Linked DNA regions of Danio rerio: region 2 is linked to region 1. Evidence: chromatin contacts called from public Hi-C data. All regions are on one chromosome and are shown on one strand. The core of a region is the stretch at or near the end of the contact, and the rest is flanking DNA. Distances in the headings are between cores, read along the strand shown.

Region 1 (4,669 bases), core at 1,463-3,962:
AGAGAGACCTGGAGGTAATCCTGTGTTAAACACAATTACTGACTTTCCAAACTTTTAATACATGAGCATAAATGGATTGGGAGTGGTGAAAAATTACCATTACTTATGTAACCCTGTTCAGTCCATTTATTCTGTGGAAAAAATAAATATTGCATATATGGTCTGGATATCTGGAAATGGTCAAATAGTTGGAAAATATCTGGTTTCAATTTCGTTGACTGTCTGTTCACCATTAGAGAAGTGTTACTGTTAGATGTATGGTGTTTTCAGTAGTGTTTAGAATAATATTAATAATATTTGATATTTACTTTTAACCAAATAATAACTGAAAAAGTGGAAAGAAAGTTTTACAAAAATACTATAACTCTTCAACATTGATAAGAAATTTTCATTCATTCATTCGTTCATTTATTTCCTTTGGCTTAGTCCCTTCATTAGGGGTCACCACAGTGGAATCAACCGGCATCTTTTCCAGCATATGTAGTACTGGGTTTGGACCACCTTTTGCCTTCAGAACTGCTTTAATCCTTCATGGCATAGATTCAACAAGGTAATGGAAATATTCCTCAGAGGTCCATATTGGCATGATAGCCTCACACCATTGCTTTCGATTTGTCGACTGCACATTCATAATGCAAATCTCCCGATCCACCACATCCCCAAGCTGCTCTATTGGATTGAGTTCTTGTGACTGTGGAGGCTATTTGAGTACAGTGATTGGCTGATTAGATGCGATTGATTATACTACTGCATCGACATGACCCATGGTGCATGCAATTCGTGTAGTCGTTCAGCATACGTGCTGTTTGTGTTGCTCTGCAATAACACTTCTGAAACGCTAGCTGGCAGTAGGTGTTTATGTTCCTCTATGTCGAGTTTCTTCGCTGTTGTTTTGTTTTTTCCGAACGTACTACCTTAATGTACAAGAAGTTCAAACTCGCTCATTTTGAGGTGGGAATCGGCGGATATACAACAACTTTACTCATAAGGTAAACACAAAACAGCAATTTCCATATAGAGCTACTTCACGGGACTTGTAAACACTCGCTCCAACGGGCTCGCGCAGCTCACACCTCCGCCCACGCTCGTCAGCGCTACCAAGCCAACCAATCACAGAGCTTGCACTACGTGTGGTTGGGACGTGTAGTTAAATTTTTTGAGAGGTGCGCGTCAGCGTCGATGACGACCGCGGTAGGCTTCACCGGTAGGCTCTGGCCACAGAGAAGTATAAATCAGCCTTTAGGACTAGACCTTTAAGAATGAATGATGCTGAAAGTTCATCTTTACTCTCACAGGAAAAAAATTACATTTGTAAATTTAATTAGAACATTTGTTTTAAAAGGGTAATGGTTTTGCCATATTTTTGATTGGATTAATCCAGCAGTTGTGATTAAATATGCAGTTGACGTCAAAATTATTAGCCCTCCTGTGAATTTGTTTATATATATATATATATATATATATATATATATATATATATATATATATATATATATATATATATATATCCCAAATTATGTTTAACAGAGCAAAAAAAGTATTTCCTAAAATATGTTTTCTTTTGGAGAGAGTCGTATTTGTTTTATTTCAGATAAAATAAAAGCAGTTTTTAATTTTTACGTTTAATATACAGTATATATATTATATTGTCTAAATAACAAACTATCATTATACAATGATTTGTCTAATTAACTTGTCTAATTAACCTACAAGCCTTTAAATTTCTCAATTGTTCTAAAAGAAGAGAGGACAGAGGTTTTTTTTGGTGGGTCCGTGGTTATAGAACACTGCCTCATGAGATTAAAATTCGTACGTTCGTAAAAAACAAAACTCCATCACTATCTATTTTTAAATCCCTCCTAAACTTAGCTTGGCTTTTAATATTATTTTAACAGTCTTTTCTATTGCTTCATTTTTTTAGATTATGCAGTTGTTTGTCTTGGTTTATTTTTATGTTTGTATAATCTGTCTCTGTATACTCTGTCTTATGTACAGCACTTTGGTCAGTCTTGTGGCTGCTTTTAAATATGCTTTATAAATAAATGAACTTGAAATGGGGCGAAGCAGTGGCGCAGTAGGTAGTGCTGTCGCCTCACAGCAAAAAGGTCACTGGGTTGCTGGTTCGAGCCTCGGCTCAGTTGGCGTTTCTGTGTGGAGTTTGCATGTTCTCTCTGCGTTCGCGTGGGTTTCCTCTGGGTGCTCCGGTTTCCCCCACAGTCCAAAGACATGTGGTATAGGTGAATTGGGTAGGCTAAATTGTCCGTAGTGTATGTGTGTGAATGTGTGTGTGGATGTTTTCCAGAGATGGGTTGCGGCGGGAAGGGCATCCGCTTCGTAAAAAAAAAAAAATCTAGCAAAATATTATGTACAATCATGGCAAAGATAACTAAGAAATTAGTTATTATAAATTACTTATTAAAACTATTATGTTTATAAATCTTCTTTCCATTAAACAAAATTGGGGAAAAAATATACAGAGGGCTAATAATTCAGTAGGTCTTCAACTCTGTTTCGACTGATCATTTTTATAGGACCGTTTTTTTTCAGTCAAACTGCTGTCCCCAAAAATGTATAATAAAAGGAAAGAATGTTCACCGAGTGACCCTGTAAAGTCATCTAACAAGCTCCCTGGACTGTTCTGGCTCTGCTACCTTGAATCATTTGATAGATTTCCATGGTGTGTGTCTGCAGAAAGTTCAGCCAAACACTTCTGGCTCGGACAGACTGACCTCACACCAAACCTGTGCCAAGCTCTCTGCAGACATGCATCGCTCCATAGGGAACAGAGCACTGAAATTTCCTCCAGGCCTGTTTCCTGAATGCACACTCTCTCACTGTTCCTCATTCAGAGCGCGTGCGGTACAGTAGCATCCGTCGGCTGCCAGGGTTGTTTTATAGGACTGACATTACAGCTTTCTATTGATGGGGCTAGCTAAAAATGATGATGATTGGTATTAACGTTTGCAGCTTTTTTTATGTGGTACAAACTACTCCAGCTTAAGCTGTCTTGCCAGCTTCAGATTCACCTGCGCTACTTTTATTTACCATGACTGTTGGTTGATGCAGCAGATACAGCATTAATCCACCTTCAAAATGTCTTCTGTTTTCAAGGACTGTCACAGCTTGCAAAGGCTTTTGCAGGCGAGATGCGTGGCGCTTTAAAAATAACACTGCTTGCTAGACTTTTTTTTTTTTTGAACACTTTCCATAAAAATAATTGCATTAACTTGCATTCTGGCTCTCTTTTTGTGTATGTGTGCGTGCATAGCAGAGGCGAGACCAACAGACTTCATTTGTGCATCTAATAAGTCTATCACAGCATGGATTTTATTTGAGCTTGAAACATTTGCATAGTGTACATTCAGATGAAGAAATATATTAACTTATTTTTTCATCACTCGGAATGGGTGCGAGAGCGTATTCACATATTCGCTCTTTATACTGACTTCAAGGCTTCCTGAATGTCGAGACTTTATTTCTGCAGTGCCCTGCTGGCATGAAGAATGCATACTGGATTCTTTTCTGTTCGTGCTCCGTTCATTTATTAATCAAAGAACAAGCTTCATAGGATATGCACAAAGTGGCATTAATTATAAAGAAATGGTCCATTCAGAAATGAAAATGCTGTCAGCTTTAACCAGCACTCGTGTTTGCAAATTCCTAGATGAAATGAGGGTAAAAACAAAAAAAAAAAGGGCTCTGAATGACAACATTTTGATTTTCAATTCGGAAGTCATCAGTACTAGTTTGCAGAATGAAGCAAAAAAATGATGAGCATAACATTCTTTTTGGCTTAGTTCCTTTATTAATCAGGGGTCGCCATAGTGGAATGAACTAACAACTTGTCCAGCATATGTTTTACTAGGGTTGCACGGTTTACTAGTGATAATATGGCTCCAAAATACTGGCGGTGCCAATGTAGTTTGTAAACAGTAGTATCATCATTAATGGTTTATCTACAATAGATAATATTGCATGTGGAAAAGTAACTTAACTGCTCGCACGTTTGTGCAAAAATAGACCATTTAATTCAATAGCCTGTGGAGCCCTTTAAGGTTGCAAAACTGTGTAGAATTTGCTCCTTATAAGCCTATTGCATGTTTTCTGACACTTCAGTTTGAACACACATCTGATTCGGTTCATTTGTGTTCCTGTTAGTATGATTTAGCAGCTACAACAACCGGAACAATCTCTTTAAAAGAACGACTCGCAGAGTAAAATTTTGAATTAATTTGGATTGCTACCTGATAAGTCTGAAAAAAAAAAACAATAGATGAAAAACCCAAAATAGCAACATTAAAACAATTTTTGAGCACTTCATATAGCCTAATTTTGTTGGGAAAATGTTCCTTTGTAACAAATTTCTTTTGATATAATTTGTATCTTTATTTTTATGTATTTTTGTTGGTCAGTTATCTACAAAATAAACAAAAAGAATGAATACATTTTAGGTGAAGTGAGGTGCAAATATTACTTTTTGGCCTTAAGGGAGTTATGAATTAAATTCAAGTAGGCTTATTATAACATAAAATATAGTATTTCTGACCATTTTCTTTCTGGGTTCATACGGTCATGGAAAACCTGGAAAAGTCATGGAATTTTGACATGGCATTTTCCAGGCCTGGAAAAGTTTTGGAAAAACAGAAAAACCCACAAGGTTTTGGAAAAG
Region 2 (4,669 bases), core at 850-3,349, 430 kb before region 1:
AAATCTGGATAGCGAATATTTTGTATATATTTATTTTGTAACTTTACTGTCTTCATTTTTTGTCTTGTTTGTTTAGTTTTGTATATATATATATATATATATATATATATATATATATATATATATATATATATATGTATGTGTATATATATATATATATATATATATATATATATATATATATATATATATATATATATGTATATATATATATATATGTGTATATATATATATATATATATATATATATATATATATATATATATATATATATATATATATATATATGTATATATATATATATATGTGTATATATATATATATATATATATATATATATATATATATATATATATATATATATATATATGTATGTATATATATATATGTATGTATATATATATATATATATATGTATGTATATATATATATGTATATATATATATATATATATATATATATATATATATATATATATATATATATATATATATATATATATATATATATATATATATATATATGTATGTATATATATATATATATATATATATATATATATATATATATATATGTATATGTATGTGTGTGTGTGTGTGTATATATATATATATATATATATATATATATATATATATATATATATATATATATATATATATATATATATATATATATACTGTATATGTTTTTTTTTTCTACTTCATTTTTGGGATTTTTTGGATTAGACACTTTTGAACTGTAAAAAAACCCCCACATTTGCACCATAGTGCTTCGTCAGCTGAATAATCTTTTTTTTTTGTCTTGTTTCACACGTACCCTAACAACGCCTCTGTGTGACAATGTAATTTCATTGGAACATTTTTGTTTGATTTACTCATCCCCCAACGAGGGTTCGGGGACACAGCTCCTTTGGAAAAAGTGTTTGTTGTCATATGAATTAAACTATACAAATTTGTATGAATTTTGTGAACATATATATTTAATTCATTTGTGTGCAATTTCATTTGAACATTTTTGTATGGTTTGCTCACACCCCAATGAGGGGTAGAGTTAGGGGACATGCCTCCTTTGAAAAAGTGTAAGTTGTCATACGAATTTAACTGTACGAATTAGCCACTTTTTTGACAATACTGTACATAATATAGTTACGTTTTCTCGAGATCGGCCTGGTTATTTTTAAGTTGTTAAAGAAATAGCTCACCCAAAAATGAAAATGACCTAATCATTTATCCATAAACTCTTCTTCTGTTGTACACAAAAGAAGATATTTTGAAGAACGCCTATTGCTTGGACCCATCCACTTCCATAGTAGAAAAAACAATTACTATGGAAGTCAATGGGTCCAAGCAACCAGCATCTTTAAAAATATCTTCTTTTGTGCTCCACAGAAGCAAGAAGTTCAAATTGCTATTGATCAAGTGACAGGTGAGTAAATGAAGACAGAATGTTTGTTTTTGAGTGAACTATCCCTTTAAAATGATTACAAGCTGAGATTCGGCTAGTTTGCGTCTACAGAGCTTGTTAATTTATTTCCACTGCATTAATACTGCAATGCCGCTGTCTTGTTTGACCGTAGGGCTTGGATATATAGGCAGTGATTGAAGCTGGATCTGATCCACACTGAGCTGAGTCTACAACCGTGGAGTTTGATTAAAGGAAAAGGAAAATGCTTGTGACTGGGCATGCATTCAGCTTTTATTTATCATGCCACAGAGGGGCTTTTTTTAATGGATGTGGTTTGTGGGCGTATTGGATTACTGTATATGCTTGTTGCCCAGCGGTATCAGAGTTTGTCACTAGGGTTTGCATTTGAATGGAGCTGCTGCTGGAAAAAAATAAAAAATAAATATAATGGGACGCAATTCTTAAACCAAGCACATGGTGGCAGTGTTACATTTTGATTAGTCAGATTATTCTGAATGACTCCACACCTGAGAAAGAAAAGCTGCCCTTTGCTGGCTTGCCAAGTCAGTTTTGCTGGTGATTAAGGCTTGGATGTGGACCCAGATGAGCACAAAAGGACGAGCACTGTTCTGTCCGTCCCGAGCTCTCCGGGTAATGTACTGTCGTATCTTTTTAGCAGGAAGTCACAGCGTAAACGTTCCCTCCATGTTGCTTATCAGTCCATTCTGCCTTCAAACCTAAACACTCACATGATTGAACCACAGATTCCCAGTCATTACATCTGTAAATAAACAAACAGAGCGGTTTGCTGACCCAGCTTTGTGTTAAAAAAAATCACTAATTTGAAGAACACATTGAATATTATAATAAACCCCACATTAAAAATATTATAGTTATTCATAGTATTTTTAACCATATTATATTAAAGTACTTCAACTAATCTGTTGTGGTAATTCAGTGGTTGCTGTGATAAAACAATTATATGTATACACTGTACTGTGGTTTTCTATATTACACCATATTACTATTAGTACGATGCTCAGCATATATAAGTACACTCCTCACAAATCTCTCTTGTAAATTCATATTTAAAATAGGAAGCTATACAATTTAATATGTGTACATATACATTAAATTAGTGAGTACTGAAGCCAAATCTGGAGCTTATTTAACAAAAAAAACTTACAACAATGGTCCAAAAACTAGTACAGACAAATTTATATGTTAGAAAAAAATATTAAATGCAAATTTAAAAAGAGGAAAAATGAAGAAAAAACTTTTTTTATTTAATTGAAATTTTGTAGCTTGTAAGTTATTTTTGCAATATTTTGCTCAAATTTAATTGTATTATCTTTCAATTTCTAAATATGTTTGGTGACTAAAATATTATTTAAAAAAATGTACCTGTTTAATAAGTCTGTTTTGTTTAAATTCACCACAGTACATTAGCCTATATTGACGGCGAAATGGATAAAAATATTCATTTTCAAAACGGGATGTACTCAATTATGCTGAGCACTGTATATTACACTGCAATATACCACAGTTTACTGTAGCTTTTTAAAAGTTTATCAGTTCACTATAGTTAATACTGAAGTATATTGCATTCATTAACAGTGAGTAGTAAACATACAGAATAATACGCTTTACTAGAGTATGGTTTGAAGACACTCTGGTACTTATTTACTATAAACTGTAGTATATTGTTATGTGGGATTTTAAAAGGTCTAGATACAAGACAAGCAAACATAACAATTTGCATTTTAGAGAGAAAAATGCAGTTATTAAACAAACATATATACATCATATACAACTAAATAATTGTTCGAACTGTGCTTCTGAATGTTGTCATTTTGTTATGTTTGGATCTTCTTAAAGTTTCAAACTTTCAATTACAATTTTAAAGTTTCAATTTCTAATAAAAACCATTGACATTTTGGTGTGGGCTTTGAAAATATCTGTTTATTTTTGTAATTTTTTATTCATTTCAGTATGTTAACAATTTGATTATTTTGTGTTTGTGTGAAAAAGTGCAAATCACGGTTATTATAGTTAACCAAAACAAACAAAATAAATGAAAACTAAAATTGAAAAATAATTTTCGTTAATTGAAATAAAAAATAATTTAAATGTTTTTTTTTTAAACTAGAAGTAACTGAAATTTATAACTGAAAATTATAGCAAAACATCATTCATTTTCATCTTTGTAAATGTATTTAATACATAATCTTACTGTATACCTTTTAGAAGTAAATCTATTTACTTCATGCTGACAGATGTTTGAACCGCGGTCTTGCCCAGACCAAGTCTGTTCCCCTCCAGTCAGTCCTCGATGTTGCTCCTGCGACAAAAACAATGAGTGGACATGACAGCAGCACGGTGACAGCATTAAATACAGAGACTAGAAATGATTAGTTTAACACATTTGTGCCTAGTAATGGGTTTCATTTCTGTATTAGTAATCGCGATCACGAACGAATCGTTCTTTTTAACTGGATCTTCTAAGTAAACTGGTTAAACTAGTTCACCAAATCTAACTGAATCATTTGAAACGATTGAAATAAACCTGAAATAAAACAAATATATACTGAGTTATTCAGTTATTAGAACAGTACATTGAGATCAGATTTGACAAGTGGTGAAACGATAATACTGCGCATGCGCGATTCGGAAACCAAACACAAACAGTACATGACAGCATGCTGTGACTGAACTAACTTGACAACTGCGGTGTGGGTAAAACGAGGAATTGAGAGGATCTGGCGAAACTAAAGTTTATTTCATAAGAGAAAGTCATAATGGATTTTAAATAAGGGAATCAGTTGGGTTGCAAAATCTAATGTAAGAAACTTTTCAGATCATGGTGATGTTTTAACTGATTGAAATTATGTTTGCTTACTACATATATTTGGTATGTTACGTCCTAACATGAGTGGATTGTCACAAAAGATCCGGTTCGCAATAAAGATCCGAACTTTCTATCACTACTGTGTCTAACCTCAGAAGCAGCCTTAATTGGACATATTTGTACTTAGGTGTGCTGTTTTGTGGGCTGTTGTATTTGAATTTGAGGATAGTCAACGCAATCTTTGGCAATTCATAACTTTTTGATTTAGTGGCTAATTCGTATGAATTCGTACGATCTAATTTGTACAATTTAGTACAATTTGCTCATTACCCAATGAAGGTTGGGGTTAGGGGTGGGGTTGGGTGCCACGCCTCCTTTTTAAAATCGTACATTTTCGTATTACTGAAATCGTAC

The links. Hi-C and Micro-C count contacts between places; a contact is called where the count stands out from the background.
Region 2: a contact with region 1 is called in a Hi-C map of an unstated tissue, with 3 times the contacts expected there. The contact joins two enhancer-like sites. A contact is called at or near these places in 3 of 18 Hi-C or Micro-C datasets (caudal fin, embryo and an unstated tissue).

What each region holds. Positions count from the first base shown.
Region 1 is chr5:15,241,219-15,245,887 of GRCz12tu, reverse strand. It overlaps a transcript of si:ch211-244o22.2 not described here. Among named protein-coding and RNA genes, the nearest start is that of si:ch211-244o22.2, 17 kb to the right of the region's middle. Within about 2 kb of position 2,712, at least 3 of the 62 cell types and tissues checked have an H3K27ac peak or open chromatin away from gene starts, as enhancers often do.
Region 2 is chr5:15,674,196-15,678,864 of GRCz12tu, reverse strand. It overlaps a transcript of sema4c not described here. Among named protein-coding and RNA genes, the nearest start is that of tbx1, 260 kb to the left of the region's middle. Within about 2 kb of position 2,099, at least 3 of the 62 cell types and tissues checked have an H3K27ac peak or open chromatin away from gene starts, as enhancers often do.